4 separate regions of the Sus scrofa genome follow, and all the other regions are linked to region 2. The links are chromatin contacts, called in public HiChIP or PLAC-seq and promoter capture Hi-C maps. All regions are on one chromosome and are shown on one strand. Each heading gives the region's core, a stretch centred on a gene start, on an enhancer-like site or on the middle of the called end of the contact. The rest is flanking DNA. Distances are from core to core; before and after follow the strand shown. Region 1 holds the start of NMI (N-myc-interactor). Region 2 holds the start of MMADHC (methylmalonic aciduria and homocystinuria type D protein, mitochondrial). Region 3 has its middle 31 kb from the start of NMI. Region 4 holds the start of TNFAIP6 (tumor necrosis factor, alpha-induced protein 6).

Evidence for each region. Promoter capture Hi-C pulls out the DNA fragments that hold promoters and counts their contacts. HiChIP or PLAC-seq counts read pairs in DNA pulled down with a chosen protein or histone mark.
Region 1: a promoter capture Hi-C map of liver shows a contact between it and region 2, with 6 times the contacts expected there. The contact joins the promoter of NMI here to the promoter of MMADHC in region 2. A contact is called at or near these places in 1 of 5 promoter capture datasets (liver) and 1 of 2 datasets of contacts at active chromatin or transcription factors (alveolar macrophages).
Region 3: a contact with region 2 is called in an H3K27ac HiChIP or PLAC-seq map of alveolar macrophages. The contact joins the enhancer-like site here to the promoter of MMADHC in region 2. A contact is called at or near these places in 3 of 5 promoter capture datasets (fetal liver, fetal skeletal muscle and liver), 17 of 47 Hi-C or Micro-C datasets (adipocytes, alveolar macrophages, brain and 11 more) and 2 of 2 datasets of contacts at active chromatin or transcription factors (alveolar macrophages and skeletal muscle).
Region 4: a contact with region 2 is called in an H3K27ac HiChIP or PLAC-seq map of skeletal muscle, with 11 times the contacts expected there. The contact joins the promoter of TNFAIP6 here to the promoter of MMADHC in region 2. A contact is called at or near these places in 2 of 2 datasets of contacts at active chromatin or transcription factors (alveolar macrophages and skeletal muscle).

Annotation. Positions count from the first base shown.
Region 1 is chr15:938,820-943,459 of Sscrofa11.1, forward strand. It overlaps NMI (N-myc-interactor), which reads left to right and starts at 2,560. Exons shown (of 11, transcript XM_003359414.4): 1 at 2,560-2,685; 2 at 2,779-2,904.
Region 2 is chr15:2,497,338-2,501,918 of Sscrofa11.1, forward strand. MMADHC (methylmalonic aciduria and homocystinuria type D protein, mitochondrial) reads left to right here and starts at 1,743. Exons shown (of 8, transcript XM_003133258.4): 1 at 1,743-1,866; 2 at 2,448-2,507. The coding sequence starts at 2,499. It overlaps LOC102159998 (a long non-coding RNA gene), which reads right to left and starts at 1,760. Exons shown (of 4, transcript XR_002339312.1): 1 at 1,635-1,760.
Region 3 is chr15:969,802-974,389 of Sscrofa11.1, forward strand. No RefSeq gene overlaps it. Among named protein-coding and RNA genes, the nearest start is that of NMI, 31 kb to the left of the region's middle. Within about 2 kb of position 1,765, at least 36 of the 83 cell types and tissues checked have an H3K27ac peak or open chromatin away from gene starts, as enhancers often do. A contact at or near this core is called in alveolar macrophages, fetal liver, mesenteric adipose tissue and 4 more, where this site is marked.
Region 4 is chr15:879,097-884,025 of Sscrofa11.1, forward strand. It overlaps TNFAIP6 (tumor necrosis factor, alpha-induced protein 6), which reads right to left and starts at 2,256. Exons shown (of 6, transcript NM_001159607.1): 1 at 2,087-2,256. The coding sequence starts at 2,180.

The DNA.
Region 1 (4,640 bases), core at 1,310-3,809, 1.6 Mb before region 2:
GAGTGGATAATCATGGTGATAAATGATAGGTCAAAGAGTATGAGACAATCGTAGTAAACTGGGGGAAACGGCAAGTCTGGTTTGTTAGGATTCTTCTCTGTGTCCTTTGATTTTGGAGATAAGAATACACCTTTCCTATAGGTATAGGGAAAACACCTCTCACAGGAGGCTTTTTGAACTATTTCAGAGAAGAGTGGGAGAGGGGTGGGGGGAAGGGCAGAGTGACCGTTTTGCTTCTACTGTTTTCTCAAACTTCTTTCCCTTAAAACATCAATATGCCAAGGTGCCATATTTTGTGGAAGCATGTCCTGAATCCTATCATTAGTAAAGCATTGATCAATTTGCCCCATTAGAAACTTCTCAAGATTTTAACAGCTGTTCCTTGAAAAAAAGGATTTAGTGTTCAAATTAGTTTGGTAAATTCAAGTTTAAATAAAGTTAAACTTTTTTTTTTTTTTTCGCTTTTTATGGCTGCATCCTCGGCATATGGAAGTTCCCAGAACTGGAGCTATAGCTGCTGGCCTACCCCACAGCACAGCAACGTGGGATCTGAGCTGTGTCTGCGACCTACACCATAGCTCATGGCAATACCAGATTCTTAACTCACTAATCGAAGCCAGGGATTGAACCCTTGTCCTCATGGATCCTAGTCAGGTTTGCTAACCACCAAGCCACAAAGGGAACTCCAAGTTAAACTTTTTTATTTTTTTCAAAACTAAACTTTTAAATGTGTGCTTTAATTTTCCCCTGCAATATTTCTCAAAACTCTTAATGTGCTGATGTGCACTGGGGATCTCTCAAATGTAAATGCAGTAATGCAACGTTTCCTAATCAAACATGCCCATAGGATTCCTTCTTCTTCATACACTGTAGAACACAGTGTGGAGACACTGATTTCGTGGTTGAGAGTAGAGCAAGACATCAATGTCATTACATAGTAATTGCTTGCTTTTGGATCACCACTTTAAGCCTTAGCTCATCTGCAAAATGGGAATAATACGTATATCTCATGTTGTAGTTGGCAAAAATGCCTAGGAGTTCTCAGTAATGATGATGAACAATACTACATCTGGGAGCAGGGAGGGGAAGGGAGTGGGATGGACTGGGAGTTTGGGGTTAGTAGATGCAAACTCTTACATTTAGAACGGATAAGCAATGAGGTCCTGCTGTACAGCACAGGGGACTGTGTCCAGTCTCTTGAGATAGAACATGATGGGGGATGATGTGAGAAAAAGAATGTATATAGAGTAGTTCCTGCCGTGGCTTAGTGGTTAACGAACCTGACTAGTATCCATGAGGATGTGGGTTCAATCTCTGGCCTTTCTCAGTGGGTTAAAGATCTGGCCTTACTGTGAGCTGTGATGTAAGTTGCAGAAGTGTCTTGGATCCGAGATGCTGTGGCTGTGGTATAGGCTGGCAGCTACAGCTCCGATTCAACCCCTAGCCTGGGAACCTCCCTATGCTTGAGAATGCAGCCCTAAAAAAGACAAAAGACAAAAAAAAAAAATGTATAAAGATGTATGACTGGGTCACTTCGCTGTACAGCACAAATTGGCACAATATTGTAAATCAACCATACTTTAAAAGAAAAACACATCTGGGAACTGACTATTCATTTTCAGAACCCAGTGTTGCAGAGTACTGGATTTGAAGAAGAGTTGCTTTCAGATTGTTACATGGCTCAGCCGTAGCAGGTGAGTGGGCAAAGTCTTCCCTAATACCTGCATCCCTTATCCTCTCACAGGATTGCAGTCAAACTTACATGAATCCTGCTCTGGTCATGATCCTATTGCTTAGTATCTTCTTATAAAAAACAAAAAGAAGAAATGAAGTTTGAACTAAATAAATTCTAGAGTTCATGTTTTCTAAAATTCAACGGGAGAACAAAAGTAGTTCTCAGGCTGCAGCAGGTGGAGTGTTGGGACTTTTCTAACTGGGCTGATGAGCACAAATGTCCAAGCACCACTTAATTTTTCTCACTTAGAAAGGATACTTTTAACTGATTGCCATCAATATTCTTGACATAAAGGAATTCGGCTTTGGTTAATCTTTTAGATCACTGTATCAGTTATCACATATGATTGCATAGCACTATAGACTAGAACTGATGCCTGGAAGTCATTTTGATATGTCTCCTTCCTGGCTCTATTTACAACCAAGTACAGCTGTGGGGTGGTTCTTTTTGCAGGATTAAGAAACCCTGCAACTCTTGAAATAAACCAGATGTTTTCCATTTCAAAGAAGATCACACCTAGTGAGGTATTTATTTACAAGCTTCACCACAAAACAAAAGAAGACAACTTTCAAGGGACACAGGTCATAGAAACCCACAGAACATCACAGCTTTCCCAACTTCCTGGGAAGTTGCAAAAGAAATGCACAAAAGTGGACCTTGCTGGCTGCAAACACTTGTAGATTAAGGTTATAAAGACCAGCAAATTACAGGGAGAGTTATACCATCGTGTGAGAGACTCTCACTTTTGTTTTCTATCCACTTTTCCAAAAATACGTCCTGTAATACACATACAAAGGAGTGGTTTTTAAAACATGTTCTAAAATCAGCATCTAGGGAAACTACAGGAATACTCTAGGAAGAGATTCTCAAAACAAAAACAAAACCACCACGTTTTAAATATCGAAAGTGAAAATAAGTATAACTTAGTGACCAATCATTGGAGACAACAGGTTTGGCATTCGAGCAGTGGCTAGATTGAAAGGCATTATTTGAGTAGTTTACTTCTCTTTTAATTCATTCTTTCTTACTTTTTTTTTTTAAAGCATCAAATTGTTGAGCCCGAGGACACCCACTTGAAAAAGGTACAAGGTACTTCCGACCAGGCAGCCCCAGCGCGCAGCCAGGGAGTTTTCCGGAAGCGGGTCGCCGCGCTTGGCCGCCCGAGGCGGGTAAGTGGGCGCCTTGTTCCCCCGCTGCCGGGCTCTTCTTAGTCATGGGCTGGACGGGCCATGCGTGGCATCCCGGCGAGTTCTGCGGGGCCGGGGACCTCGTGGTGGGAGGAGGGTGGGGAATGCCGGGCCGAGAGCAGGCGTGGCGGGGCGGGGGTGGTGGCGGGGCGCGGGTGGTCAGCGGCTCTGCGGGACCCCTAGCCCCAGCCCCACCGCCGTGCTCCTGCGCAGCCCGCAGCCGGGGTCGCGGGGACCGCCCTGCAAGCGAGCGGACGCGCCTGCCCGGCCCACGAGGCCTTCTCTGTGCCGTACCGGCCTCTGACCCAGTTTCCTTTGCTTTGCTTCATTTCGGAAATTGAAACTTAACACGGTTTGTGTTTCCCCACTGTTCTTCTAGTGTCTCTGGAGATGGTTCTTCGGAAAAAGAATCCCTTAATGAGATTTACGCTCTTGGCAGGCTCAGGGTTTGGCAGTCGTGCCTCACTTTTACGAATACGCAGGGACTTTTAGAAAGAGACATCCACAAAAGAAGGCGGTGTTTCCTTGTCTATAAAACAAGCATAAGGTTTTTTTTTTTAATTATTTATATCATCATTAATCACCACCTCTGTTTCCCCTTCACCTCGTTCCTTTCTTTTTGCTGCCAGGCATGCGTGTGGGAAGATTTAATTCTATTAGGCCGGGCACCAGAGTGATACGAGTATATTAGGGAAATAGGTAATAAATTGGTGGAGGCGGTTTGTATTAGTTTTTTCATTCACTGCCATACATTCCTACGGACTTGAAGGCTTTAAGAGCCCTAAGTATATTCTATTAAAATTCTATACGTTAGATGTCCAGTTGGGGGTCCTTGGGTTAAAATCAAGGTGTCTGTAGGCTGCCTTCCCTTCTGGAGGCTAATGGGATGAATCTGCTTTCTTTCTCTCTTCCAGCTTCTTTAGATTGCTCACCTTCTTTGGCTCCGTCGTCTCTTTCTCTGTCTTCAGAGCCAGCAATGTTGCATCTCTGATCATTCTTCTCTTGTCACATTTCACTCAGATTCTGCTCTTCTGCTTTCCTCTTTCTCTTTGAAGAAGGACGCTGTGATTACATTTGTCCTCACCAAGAATCCAGGAAAATCTTTATATTTTAAATCTACCTGATTATCAACCTTCATTCAGTCAACAGCCTTAATTCTCCTTTGTAAGTAACCTAACATATTCACAGATTCTTGAGGTTAGGATATGGGCATCTTTAAGGGAAGCCATTATTCTGCCCACCATCTGATTGCATAAAAGAAAAACTATTCCCATTCATGCCAAGAGGGAAAGTATCCAGATGCTAGATATGCTGTAAGAAGTTTTGAGGATCTTATGTAGTAGACCATTTATATGAATTAAATATATTATCGAGAGCCTTTACTACAAGGTCTTAAGAGTATAGACCTAAAAAAAAAAAATGCAAATAATGTTACAGCTTCTGTTTTTTGGAAGCATAATAAGAGAACCTCATATACTTGGGATGTACTGAGCATAACAGATATCTGGATCAAGATATCACACAATTCTATAAATATTGAGTGTTTTCTGAGTGTGAACTTGTGCTCTGAATGGATACAAGGAGTGGACATGGTCCCTGTCCTTAAGGTCATGACACAGTCATGGACAATGATGCAGATGCACAAATAATTAAAGTTCCCCCAAAGAGGTAATAGGGAGAGAAGTAACGTCCTTTGGGGGAATCAGAAGAAGCTTCAA
Region 2 (4,581 bases), core at 493-2,992:
ATCTCAGCAAAAGCAACTCCATTCACCATAAATCTTAAGTCAAAAATTTAGAAGGTCCTCTTCAACTTGTCCTTTTCCTCATCTGCAACTAATGGATAGCTATGCAGTATTGATTCCTCAACTTTCCCCTCACCTTTAAATCAGGCTCTCATGGACACAGCAATAGTTTCCTAACCACTCGATTCAGTTCCAATTCCACATCCTTCCAACCTATCTGCTATACTGAAGGCCAAGATCTCCCCAAGACACAAATCTGATAATGCCATAATTCTACATAAATCTGCTTCCAGGATTAATCTACCTTAGTAACACACTGAAGCCCAACTATGATCTGGCCCCTGTCAACCTCCAACTCAACCCCTTGATTACTTGTGGATCTCCCAACTGCCCATAGTGTTCTGAATTCCTTATTTCTGACCACACAGCTTCCTTTGACTGAAATGTCCTCACCCCTCTGTCTTTTCTTGGCATTCAGGGAAAAAAAAAAAAAAAAACCTACTCATCTTTCAAAACACAGATCAAGCACCACTTCTACTATGAAATTATTCCTGACAGCCTCCTGCCATTCCACTGACCACTGACTCTTAACTTCCACCTCTACCTGACAGAGGACTTTCTGTCCTGGCAATAATGAATAACATATGGTTCCCAGATTCAAAAAGCTTACGAATATCATTCAACCAGAAATCTTATTATATAACCTGGACAAGTGAGCCAAATTGAAAGAGAAATTATGAGGCATGAAAAAATAACGAGGTGTAAGTAACTTCAAGACTTAGTTCAGTGGTTTTTCTCAGAACCCTCTATGATTCTCAAGCTATGAGGTGTGTGTGTGTGCATGCGCGTGCTCGCTATAATGTGTTAGCTATAGATGAACTGATTTAGTCTTCAGAAACAATCTACGAGTTAAGCATTATTATTATTTGTTTTAGAAGTAAGGAAATTAAACGCATAAAGAAAAAAAGAAACTTGCCCACCATGACCCAGCTAAAAATATCTGCATGAATAAAGTATGGACTTAGGGTAATTTTTTTAAGTATAACTGACAAATGAAAATATATACTCTTTATAAATAAGTCATTTGACATATATTCTTTCAACTCCTTGTTAATTCTAAGATATTGAATAAAGTACTTTGTGCTGTACAATAAACCTTGTTTATCTATTTTATATATGGTAATGTCCTTTCTGTTAACTCCCCTACTCCCAATTCATCCCTCCCAACCTCTTCCCCTTTGGAACCCATTAATTTGTGTTCTATGTGTGTCTGTTTCTGTTTTGTAAATAAGTTTGTGTCAAATTTCAGATTCCACATATAATTGATATTATATTTATCTTTCTCTGTCTGGCTTTCTTCACTTAGTATGATAATCTCTAGGTCCATCATTTGATATATATTTACTGAGCCTATTAAGAGAAAAACATAAATGCCCTATTCTCAAAAACAGTAAGTCACGAAAAACTAAAAAAAAAAAAAAAACCACGTTACAAAGAACAGAGGACTATACTTCCTAGAAGCAAAAAGAAAGTGTTAGGGAGAGTGAAGGCTTTCAAATATTTCACTGAGTTAAGGAAAGAGGAAAGACCCATCAAAACTCAGCTCACAAGCCCTCCGTCTTGTCACCGCAACTCACCTTTTCTCCTCCCACAGCCAGGCGGGACTATCCAATGGAAGGGGCGCTACGGAAGCCTACTGTGCGCGTGCGCAGCGGTGGTTCGACGATCCTGCCCATCGACGCGCTCGGAAGCAACTCCTTCAGTCTGCTCGCTGCCCCCGTACGCTCACCCCGCCGCCGTCGCGCCGCCATTTTGAAGACGGGAAGCGTAGAGCGCTGGGACAGCTGGAGGCGGCGGCGGTGGTGACTGGTACGGCTTGTTTCCACCCGCGTTATTCTCTCCAAATTCGCCAGTCTTCGTGCCCCAGCTTTCAGTGTTGCCCCTATTCCGAGAGGGCTCCTGTCGCTGTCCCCAGTCATCCTGTCGTCCTGTCTTTAGGACTTTTTTTGCTTTCTCATCCCTCGGCGCTGCTCGAACCTTCGCTTAGAGCTGTGGTCAGGCCTGTGTTAAAAAACCTACTCGGAGCCTCAGGACGCTGTCCCGGTGGACGGCTCCACGTTCCCCACCCTCGCTTAGAGCTGTGGTCAGGCCTGTGTTAACAACCTGCTCGGGGCCTCAGGATTCCGTACTGGTGGACGGTCTCTCAGTCTACCCCATCTAGTCGGAGTTGTGTTCTGCGGACACAGACCGGGCCGAGAATTGCACGGCCTCTGGACCGTGGTCTGTGCGCTGTAGGGGCTGGGGACGAATCCTGGCTTCCTTGGGGGACGGGGAGAGCTTGCACTTCGGTGCCTTTGACGGTGGAGGGACACAGGCAGTGGTGAACGTTACCCGAGCCGTCTGTCAGAGCTGAATCCGTCACCGGCCTGTTTTGTTTTGTCCTTTCCCAGGCATAACTTTACGAAAGGAAAGATAATTTGCGTCTGCCCTTTCCGCCAGAAATGGCCAATGTGAGTAAATCAGTCTCTTAAGCACCAGTATGGTAATGAAATAGTTTGGGAACTTGCTAGGAAAGTGGAAGGGTTTACTTATAATGATACTGGTGGCACAATGTTACTCATGCTTAGTGTATCAGAAATGTTAAGAGAAGCAAAAGGGTGTGCAGTTAGGTTCATATGCTTTAAACTTTTCAATACAGGTGTATTTATTCTACAGATTCGTTTTTAGAAAAAAATTCGGTACCAGCATCCTTTCAACATTTTTAAAAGCCATTTCAGTAAATATTTAGAATCTGTTTTTAAGACGTTTTCTGTTTCTTTGGTTAGGTCAACTGAAGGTTTTGTAGCAGTTTCAGTACAGGAAATAACGTTACAAATACTACAAAATGAGACTAAGAGATACTATTCCCATAGACCAGATATATTTACTAACTTTAACTGTCCAGTGATTACTCAGACACATCCTGCCATAAGGAGTTCATATAGTAGAGGACATAAGACATATGTGAAAACAGTTACAATAAAAATAGAAACTTTTTTTTAAGCTACCCAAAGGTACAGTGCAGATTCAGAGCACAGTATCTATGTAGGGTTTGGGTTCACTTAATCAGAGAAGCATTTAATTTGAGTTTTGAAAGATGGGTGAGATTTAGATAATCTGAGGTTTGGGTGGGCAGAATAGCAGGAATATTCGGTGACACCCTCCCCTCTTTTCAAAAATCGGTAACTCAGGTCTATTTTCCTTAATGTAAGATAAAATATAAAGAGATAAGTGGGAAATGAGGTTGGATTGTGGATCCAAACAAACTCAGTAATTTGGACTTTATTCCTTAAATGTTGGTGATGTAATTAGAGCTACATGTTAGGAAGACTAATATGACAACAATTAACAGGAATAGTATTCCTGTAATTGAACATGATATAGTAATAGTGTAAGGATGAGACTATAGGGCCAAGTCATAAAAGTAGACCACAAGTCTGGCCCATGTTTTAAGATGAATTTTTACCTAGGCATAATCATAGGAAGGGAATGTTGTAAAAGAATGGTGTTCTACTCTCAAAGAAGTATTAATTAAGGTAGGATGCTAATATTTAACCTGGCTTTATTTTGGTTTGAATGAATAAATTACTTCAGTAGGGCATTTTGAAAAATACTTTTATAAATCCTTTATTGTTAGAAGTTTACATAAAATAATAAATATACTTTTAAAAATTTGTGTTAGCTTATATGCATTGTAAATGCTGAATAGATGTTAGTAATGAAATATGCACATGTGTGTGTCCTCAACAATTTAGTTAGCATACATAGCAAGGGTCAGAAATGTCCATGCTTTAGAGGCTAAACAGGTAAATTAAGACACTTTGGTGGGGACTTGTACAAACTGAAATACTCATTTCCAGTATAAAGGGAGAAACCTTTCCTTAGTGATGTGTGGCCAACTAAATGTCACTTGGGAATGTGAGTCCAGTGCTGCCAGATCTTCAGAGTTTTTAAGAACAGCCAAAATCTGGGTCTTTTGTGTGAAATATCGCAGTTGCTCATTGAGAATTATCATTTTTGTCTCTTCAAGCAGGTTAGGAACATACCCAAGGGAGGATGCTTAAATTTTCAGGTGGGCAGAATGCTCCGGAAATAGGCATTGCATTTTGGAGACTTAAAAAGGAGGTTCTGTTTATCCAAATCTTGAAGAAAGAGTTAGAATTTTTCAGGCCTAGGAGGAGAGGGAAAAAGGATATTTTAGCAGAAAAAAATCTTATGGCAATATAAAAGAAAGAGAAATATGGGAAATGTTGGGTAGATGTTTTTATGTGACTAGGGAGTAGAGCAAGACAAAGGAAGATAAAAATAGTAAAGAAGTAGTTAGAGAGGTAAAAAGCCCAGTTAGGATGTTTTCTTGTGTTTAAGATGAGAAATACAGTCAGAAAGAATTCGTGTGTTGGATTTCAAGATACTATGTGAAAGGGAAAAAGAATGATTCTAAAGTTTCCAAGGGCTAGACTCTTTCAACATCCTGGTAAATCACTTTGATACCACTTCTCTGATCCCACTCCAGTCCATTCTCTACAAGGCCTGTAGTGGTACATT
Region 3 (4,588 bases), core at 515-3,014, 1.5 Mb before region 2:
GACGGGGAACTAGGCGGAAGGCAGAGTTGATCTAGGGGTGGAGATAAAGTTGGAGAGAGTGTTTGGATTACAGAATGTAATATAAAGAAAAGAAGAGTTAGGGAAGACAAGTGAGTTAGGAATTTAAGCTCTTAGGTGGGTGAGAGTGCTAATTATTTACTGAGGGAGAAATGGGAGGAAGTTCCTGTTACACTTAACAGGTTTATCAAACATTTGAGTGGGCATATAAATGTAGGAATCTGAATATAAAATAGAAATTAGAGCATTATAGATCTACCTCATTGTTTAAAAATCGTCATAGCCTTTGTGCCATCCACCATATAAGCAATAGTTTAACTGGGTGGATCTCAGTCTTTCTAAAAAATTATATTACAAGCAACGCACAATTAAAATTTCTGTAGAGTATCTTAGTTCTACTTGTGACCTGTAATTTCAGTTCTGTTCTGAAAGTGGAGCTGATAATTCTAAGAATATATACATTTTTACATTTTTTTGCACTTTACATTTTTGAGAAGGGCCCAAATCCTTAGAAATGTTTGCCCTGTCTACACTTGCAGGAACACTGATTTCGTGGTCAGGTCACTCAGGGTAGCTGTTGTTTTGCTCTCTGTACATCTCTTGCTTGACCAGTGCTTGTTTCACCTGTACCCTATGCACATGACTGAACTCCCTATCTACTTTTCCCAGGCCCTAGCTAGTGACAGCGTATTAAAGGGGCAATGAGGGGTGTGTGCCTCCTTGGTTTCCCTGGTAACTGATGAGCTGAATGAATTCCCCCTATAACTGAAAATCTCTATGCCCCACCCACCAAGACCAAGACTGCCACCAGAGTTGCCACCACACACACACACACACACACACACACACACACACACACACACACCCCGTGGGAGTGTCGCTCCAATGACCTTCCTCAGAGGTGTGAGCTCACCCATCCATTAAACCATTGAAGTCTCTGTTGCTGACTCTGGGCTCTTTTTTCTATCTTGAAGCTGGGCAAGCACAGGCCTTATAGGCCACCCAAAAATTGATGCTTCCTTGCTCTCTGGTTAACACTGAGTAACCGGTAAATTTTACCATACTTTAAAATTTTTACCAATCTAATTGTGTGAAGAAGGGATCCTGTTATGCTTTCAATTTGTATTTCTTAGGAGTGGAATTGAACTTCTGCGTATTAGCCAGCCATTTGCCTTTCTTATTCAGGCTCTCTTTGATTCTGAAGCTATGTATGTGTAGTCCCGTGTCTCTGTAGATGCCAGACTCAGGAATCTAAGCCTGGTGTGGACAGGATGTTGCGTTCTCTCGGCAAGAATCTTGCTCCTTTGGATCCCATGCCCTGCGCACCTGGCCACTCTTGCCAGGCAGGTGCCGAGAGGAGAAACAGGTGCGGTGAGGACACGACTAGGCAGATAACGAAAGTATAGGAAGAAGAATCTGGATTCCACCGCGCATAGGACACACATAGCACCCAGAGAATTCCCGCATTTCTGCCGGGGAATCCCTCTGGCCTCTCTCCAGCGTAGTTTCACAAGTTGAGAAACTACCGAGGGCATCCTGGCAGCAGTCTTCCTAGATCCGGGCTCCCACCCCGATGCTCCGAGGCCGCAGAACTGCTGGGTGGATGGACCGGCCGCCCCTTTCTCACAAAGTTTTCAAATGAGCGGGAACAGAAAACAGGAAACCAAAACCTTCCGGCCGCAGAGAGCGCGCCTCTCCTCAGCCATGGCAAGTTGCTTTTGCTGTGGATTTTGCAGGGCACAGAAGCCCGTGTCCAGTTGCCATGGTCCCCCAGGAAGACGCGGGGCGGGGCGGGGCGGACGAGGGTGAGCGGTGCTGGCTCCCCTGCAAGCAAGCCCCGCCCTGCCTTTCTGCACCTGCCGGAGGTGGGGGTGGCGGGGGTGCGGTGCTGCAGTTCGGGAATTCACTGCAGGCTTTCGAGAGGGGCCAGCTCCAAAAAAAGCCCCGCCTTGGCCACCTTCTGCACCTAACGCTTTAAAGTCGGGGGCACAGCTGCTTCGTCGAGGGGTGGCCTCGCGGCCTGTCTTAGGACTTAGCTGTGGTCCTCCTACGCTACGGGGGACAGGAGCGGAGAAAACTGCCCAGCAATGGACTCCACTGTTTGCTTTTGAAAGGGCCAGTACCCTGGCTCGGCAACTTCTACATGCCACTGGTGAGGCCGAGAAAAAAGGGAGGGAGAAAGAGAGAAGAAAGGAAAGAAAGAGGAAGGAGAAAAGGAAGGAAGTGACGGAATAGAGGGAGAGTGAGAAGCCAGAAAGGATTTGAGCCAAGGACACAAGTTGGGAAAGCATCCTGATGCCTTGTCTGCATGAGCGAGAATTCTCTCCTGTGGCCTTAATTCTTTGTCTAGACACAAAGGGCTCGGTGTTGTCACCATCTGTGCCGCCTAGCAAGAACAGTTAGCAAATTTCAGATGTAGCTCTCCATGTTCTTAACATCAAGCGCTTGAAAACAGTGACAGAGCCTTCAATTCCTGGTCAGAAAAGATAGGGTCCCGGAAATGCCAAAGCTTTGGTGAGATGCAAATGCGATTTTGTTTGCCGGTGGCGGTAAAGACGACGCGAATGAAAATAAATAATTGATTTTAAGAAAAGAAATATAACCGTATTGAATGAGTTTAGTTTTTTCTCCCAAGTGCTTTACTTACAAAAATAAGCTCACAGTTTTCCTTTATGTCTTTTTGCTATCTGATATGAAGGTCGAAGGTAAAATATATCATTGATATGGGGGAAATGCTTTTGGCCAAGATGCTACTCTTGTTTCAAAATCCTGTACTGCTAACTCTTGAAAGGCGTCTGAGGCATCGGGATCCCGAGATATCTTTTTCTTCTTAATTGTGGATAGAAAGGTAAAGTTTCTTTGATGTCAAAGATAACTATAGTCACTTTAATAAAGAAATATGGCATTGGGATTGATTGAGGACAGAGGCGGGGTAGGTTTCCTGAGTTTAAATTGATTAAAGTTTTTCTTTGACACTGATGTAGAACAAAAAGGAAGCTAATTCACTGTCTACTTACCCACTGAGGTTGGTGTGGACTGTGGGGACCAGACATTGCATAGTAAATCAAGAAAGATCTCTTATGGAACAAAATTTCCTGAAAGTTTGAAAATCTGTCTTTTTTTTTTTTTTTTTTTTTTTCCTTTTTTGGAGCTATTTTGGTATAAGTACATCTTACCACTTGGGGCTAGGATGGTGAAACACATTTATCTATTTTTACTGTTTCCTATGCACTCTAGTTCTCCTTGATTATTTTAAGGAAGTGTTTTCCTCCATTAAAGGTAACTTCCGTAACAAATAGTCAAACAATGAAAAACAGGTAAAAGAGCTCACTGAGAATTATTCACACACTCTTCACTTTGAGCTTAGAAAGGAAACATTTATTTTGGAAGGAAAGTAGAAAAGAACTATTAAGTTGGCCTGTGAACAACTAAGTTTGAGGTATGTTCAGGTACTGGTTAATTTTTCTAAAACACACATCAATGTTATAGGATCTTCTGACATGTCCTTATGAGGTTGTGAGATTAATAAGGCAAAAATTTAGGTAATAAATCTCAGCAATAGTAACACTAATGTCTGCTGCCTCCCTTTACTGAGCAGTGGTGATGCCATGTGTGATCTTTATAAAGATTATCTAATTTAATTCTTGTGACTAGCTTTCATCATAGGCATTGCCATCCTCACGTTGTAGGGGAAGAAACCAGGATGCGAAGAGGTTAAAACATTTGTCTGAAGTCATCCAGCTGGCAAAAAATGGGGCTAGAGGTAAACCCAGTCTGATTACAAAGATAATATCTAGGTATAAAACTTTGAAAAAAGTCTCACTAAACTCTGAGGAAACCTCACTTTCTCTGTAACCCCAATTTTTAGAAAAGAGAGGTAGCTTTAATTGTAATGTATAAACAAATTGGACTATTATTATGCCACTGGCAATTTCTTTTTTTTCAGAGCCACCCCTGTAGCACATGGAAGTTCCCAGGATAGGGGTGGGATCAGAGCTGCAGCTGAGGCCTGAACCACAGCCACAGCAACACAGGATCTGAGCTGTATCTGTGACCTACATCACAGCTCGTGGCAATGACAGATCCTTAACCCACTGAGCAGGGCCAGGGATCAAACCTGCATTCTCATGGGTACTAGTCAGGTTTGTTTCCTCTGAGCCACAACTGGAACTCTGGCAATATCTTAAACATTTACAAAGTTTGTGTTTACTCCAAATAGAATGCTGGAAAATTGATTTGAGAAGCTGCTTAGATGGAAAGTATTTCTTTTTCTTTATTTCTTTTTAGGGCCACACCTGCTGCATATGGAAGTTGCTGGGCTAGGGGTAGAATAGGATCTGCAGCTGCCAGCCTACACCACAGTCACAGCCACTCAGGATCTGAGCCACATCTGTGACCTACACCACAGCTTGTTCCTTAACCCACTGAACAAGGCCAGGGATCAAACCCATGTCCTCATGGATACCAGTCAGGTTTGTTACCGCTGAGCCACAATGGAAACTCACAGATGGTAAGTATTTCTGATGCAGGTAGTCAGAAATACTTACTTGACTGAATTCCATTGGTTTAA
Region 4 (4,929 bases), core at 1,006-3,505, 1.6 Mb before region 2:
TTTTCTTGTCATCGTTCATTAAAATTGAAAGACTATTTGGCCAATAGTTTCCTTGTATTTTTGGTAAGTGGTGACAGTATCATGCTGGGATGCTGGGTCTGATTTCTGCTTCTGGTTTTACAGTGGATAGGTTGTGTGACCTTGTATAAATTACTTCCTGAGCCTCAGTTTCCTCATCTGTCAAATGGGAATCATGATAGCTTTTTTTTTTTTTTCTTTTTTGGATAAACTGTAAAATCCATAAGCATAGCTTCTTGTTCCTAGTAGGAGCTCATGATAATATTACTTTTCCCTGCTCCTTTTTCGGATTAAATACAATGGCTAATAGGAATTGCTTATCTGTGCATTCTGATTTTCATGATCCATACAAGGTAGTTGAAGTCTCTTGTCCTTAAGTGTTTTTTTTTTTAAAATTACTATTTAAGGAAATAGAGGATACCAGAGTTAAAAATAAACCTTAGGGGTCCTCTACTTCAGCCTTCTCATTTTACCAGCGTGGAACTGAGACTAAGAGTTTAAAGTGCCTTGTTCTTGATAGTTGCTAAGCAGAGTCCTTCCTTCTAATTCAACTCTCTTCCCTCCCTAAATAGTTTTCTAGTACTACGTTGACCTACCCAACTGTAAACAATTTATGTTAGGCTGACTGGTCAATAATTTGTCCCACATTGAAGAAATATGCAATCACCCAGGGCCTCACATGCACAGCATGCTGTTAACAAACATTTGAGTTTGCTCCTCTCTATCTCTAGGACAGGACTTCTGTTGTCTAGGTTTATATTTTGATAATATACAATAACATCATTTAAAAAAACAATAGCTCTGAACCACTTGATTATTAGAGAATTGGACGGCACTTCAATGGTCATCCATATGGGTTTAATTCTTACTAGCTTTATGATCATTTTTCTCATTTCTGACAAATAGGTGTATATTTTCTAAGTTTGATGGTATGCAATGAAAATAAACAGAGACTTGCTCATTTCTCTAGTAAATACCAGACCCCATTTTGGCCAAATGGATCACACTGTTCAGCATGAAAGTAGTTCACTGGCTCAGGCTGAAAAAAGAGGCAGCAAGGCTGTGCATTACAAATCGAGCTTTTAATGAAATCCTCATGGCTGCGGTCATTACCAGAGAGAAACATGCGGAAAGGGAAAATATCCTACAGCTGTGCTCCTTAGCAAGTTGAAAACTCAAAATCTAGGCTAATTTTGCCCTCTCTCTATTTCTCTATTTTATACCAGCATTTGTCAATTTCGTCTTGTGTAGTTCAAAAAATTTCCCTATCCCACACATCAGTGAACATAGAGCAATATTAATTTGTCTCATGAGAATTAAAGCATTGTTTAGTGTACTATATAGGGTATCTTGGATTTTCGCTATTTAGCATTTTTTGGTCTATTGTTTATGTTCATAGTCAGGCCTGTGTCATTCCTTACATTTAACAAAACAAATTAAAAGAAACTTTCTTTGTCTAACAAAAGAAATAGGAAAGTACTTAAACATATAGCTCGAACAAAAGAAATCAAATGGTAAGAATGCATTCAGAAATACAAGCCTTTTTCACTTTTTTCTATATTGTAAGTTGGCTTTGTCAAACCAGTCTAAAGATGTTTGGAAAAAAAGCATGATGTTCACTACAGGCCGTAGTACTTGGAGCAATGATTATAAAATTATTGTATATTCCTTCTTACCTGTTATGATTCTCTTATGATTATAAAATCTGACTGCAAATGCATTGAAGTAAAAACAAAATAATATATTGGTGACTTTATTTTTTTAAAGACATGTTCCCCATTATGCTACCACACCTGCTTTGAAATTTTAAAATATATTTTCATATGGAATATAAATATTAACCTCTGATTTCTATTGAATAGGCCACTTTATGAAAAGGTATTTTTAAATTTTAGAAGGCACACTTTTCAAAAAATGATATATTATTCCAGTAGCTATCATTCCTAAGCATTTTCTCTGAAAATATCAGCCTTGAACAGAAGAGAAAATTTTACAGCTTTGATTCACTTCTCCATTCGTTCAAAGAAGCCACTTTCCCAACAAGAAGCTCATGAGTAAAGTTTCTTACCAAGCCATATGGAGTTATGAAAAATTCCGTTTTTGAATCCCCATCCGTGAGCCTCTTCCCACAGGAAGACAAATAAGTAAATTAAGATGATCATCTCTAGTTGTAGAGGAGGAATAGCCTGTTAAGGGCTGCTCAGGATAAATTCTCAGAGCAGAAGCTGAAATGTGTCTGAAACATCTGGTTTCCACATCTTTTAAATGGTTTTTTTCAGCTGTGAGGTCAGCAAGTACTCTCCAATGGCATTTTCCGCCGTGGAGTTACACAATTAACTCACTGTCTGAGGCAAATCCTCTGACTCATTTGCATTGGCAACCAAAACGATGGGTATATGACGATCATCTACATTTTAAAATTCACTTACTTGGAAAGGGGTTCATTTCTTCTGTCTGTCACAGACACTTTTAGGAAGTTTGTTTTAATTTGGTGCAGATTCAGCAGTGGTTTCAAAAAAACGAAAGCAAGACACTTCAGTAGGAATTTCAAGAGAAAACCTGAATGTCTTATTTGGAGTAAGTCAATTACAGAATATGGGGTTTGGGCTTAAACACTAATCTTGAACTTGACCCTGGTGGTATTACTACAGGTTTCCTTAAATATTGCCAAGCTTGTATAGAAAGTTTGAAACAAAAATGTGCAGTTTAGCAAATTCTAAACTGCTTCAGTGATGTCGGATTTCTTTACCCTCTGTCTGCTTTTGTCCTGTGGTGGGGTCTGTTGCAGCCCTTGATTTACGGTGGTCAGCAGGGAAATATGTCGCTTCTAGAAAAGTAGTTTGGTTTCGGAGACTAAGAACATTCCAGTAGTTTGGGGCTATCTTACAAAAACGTAAATTTTTCCAAGCCATAAATCCTTGAAGTTCTTGGAGAACGGTGGATGGATAGATAGTTATAAAGTTAAAACAGTTATGGCCCTACTTGTCCAAATCATTCTAACATTGAAGATAATCAAAATATAGGTAACGATTATTATAGTTAAGTCACCATGTCTTAAGATACCCCAAACTTCCTTCGCTTTTTGTGCAGGGTCCTTAGGAAACATGCCTGGTAATAACCCACTGCGTCGACACTAGTGGCTTTCCTCATTGATAGACAGCCATTTTTGGGGCAGCTTTGGCTTCGCTTTCTGATTGGTCATTCTTTGCTACTTAGCATCACTACCCTAGCCTCCGAACAACTTTCCATTTGCTCCCATTATATTTGCTTCTTCATGTTTTCTTGGTTCCTCCATTGATATTGGAATACTTTGAAAATGTCCGCTTTTGGACTTGCTAAAGTTAGCCTTGAATCCCTTAGGCATCTTTGCATTGCACATCAAAGTCTTGGGAAGATCATTTGTGGGAGATAGGTTGAGGGTACAGAATTTACTAGACACTCACTCAAATGTGCATAAAGCTATTAGGGTTCAAAATCTCTATATGGGGCCCATGGCAAAGAGAAGAGAGGATTATAGCCCAGTTCACTGATAGAGGGTTTAAGTTTAGTGCAAAAAAATTATATAGTCTAGACCAGGTGGGTGTGACTATGGAGAAGACAGGCAAGGTCAGTGAGAACAGGATGAATAGATACATGGAAGGAACAAACCATGATACTTCTCTGGAAAGTGGAATTATATGAGTATTTTAAGTTCGTGGTTTAGAAGTAAATATAAATTTACTTGTGCAAGGCTACAGCGGAACCATCACTGCCTTCCCCATTCTTGGCTTGGTCACATTCTCTGCCCGTGTAATTTTGGCATCTCTCTAAAATACTCAATTCCCTCTAGCTCTTTTTTTTTTTTTCTGTCTTTTCTTTTTTAGGCCTGTGACATATGGAAGTTCCCAGGCTAGGATCGAATTGAAGCTGCAGCTGCCGGCCTATACCACGGCAATGCCCAGATCCGAGCCACATCTGCGACCTATGTCACAGGTCATGGCAATCCCAGATCCTTAACCCACTGAGTGAGGCCAGGGATCGAACCTGCATCCTCAGGGAACTACCTGGTTTTGTTACCGTTGAACCGCAATGGGAACACCAATTCCTTCTGGTTCTATTTATCAAAAATTACTCTCAGGAAAGGGCTGGAAATTAATTTTTACTTAGGTCAAATAACAAACAAGAGATACCCTTCTTTGTGCCTCTGCATTTTAACAAAGCTCCAAGTATAACAGGGTGTAAATATTCAACTTGTTTGAACATTTACATTTAATGATTATTTTGATGGATTAACCCAATCTAGGGTGGAGGATTTCTTTCTCCCCCTTCCATTTCCCCACACAACTCACCCCACCTCTGTACAATGTTTGGAAACCCTACCCTCCCTATCATCAAGAAAGAGAAAACAGTGCCAATTCCTGTGGGCTCTGGTTTTGAGGGGGTGTTCAGTTCTATTGTGGAAGAAAAGAGAATGAGGGTTTTGTATGGAAAAGATGCAGTGGGTGTGGGTGGGAATTCAGGGGAGAACCAGAGGGAGAAGGAGAGAGGAAAGCAGAGGGCGTGTTGTCTGTGAACTTACTTTGGAGGTTGCCTAAGATATCAGGCACCCCCTGCCCGCCCCTCCGTACACACTACCCAGGATGGGTCTGAGGAGCTGAGAGAAGATATACTGATGAAACTTCCTTTCAAGGGCTTGGCAGACTTTGCCAGTCCAGTGTGCTGCCTTCAGGAGTGAATGCCACCCCACCCCCGCTGCCCCCATCTCTCGATCTGTTGGTCAAGCTGTGCAGTGGTTCTTTTTCCTTCCATCAGTCACTGGCTGAAAACTCAGCAGCACTATATTTTGCAGAGGCAGCTCCCCTTTCAGCTGCTTTCCCAAGGTGCCAGGGAGCCTAAGCAGCTCCTAGACACTGATAGGTTCTCAGGGGCATG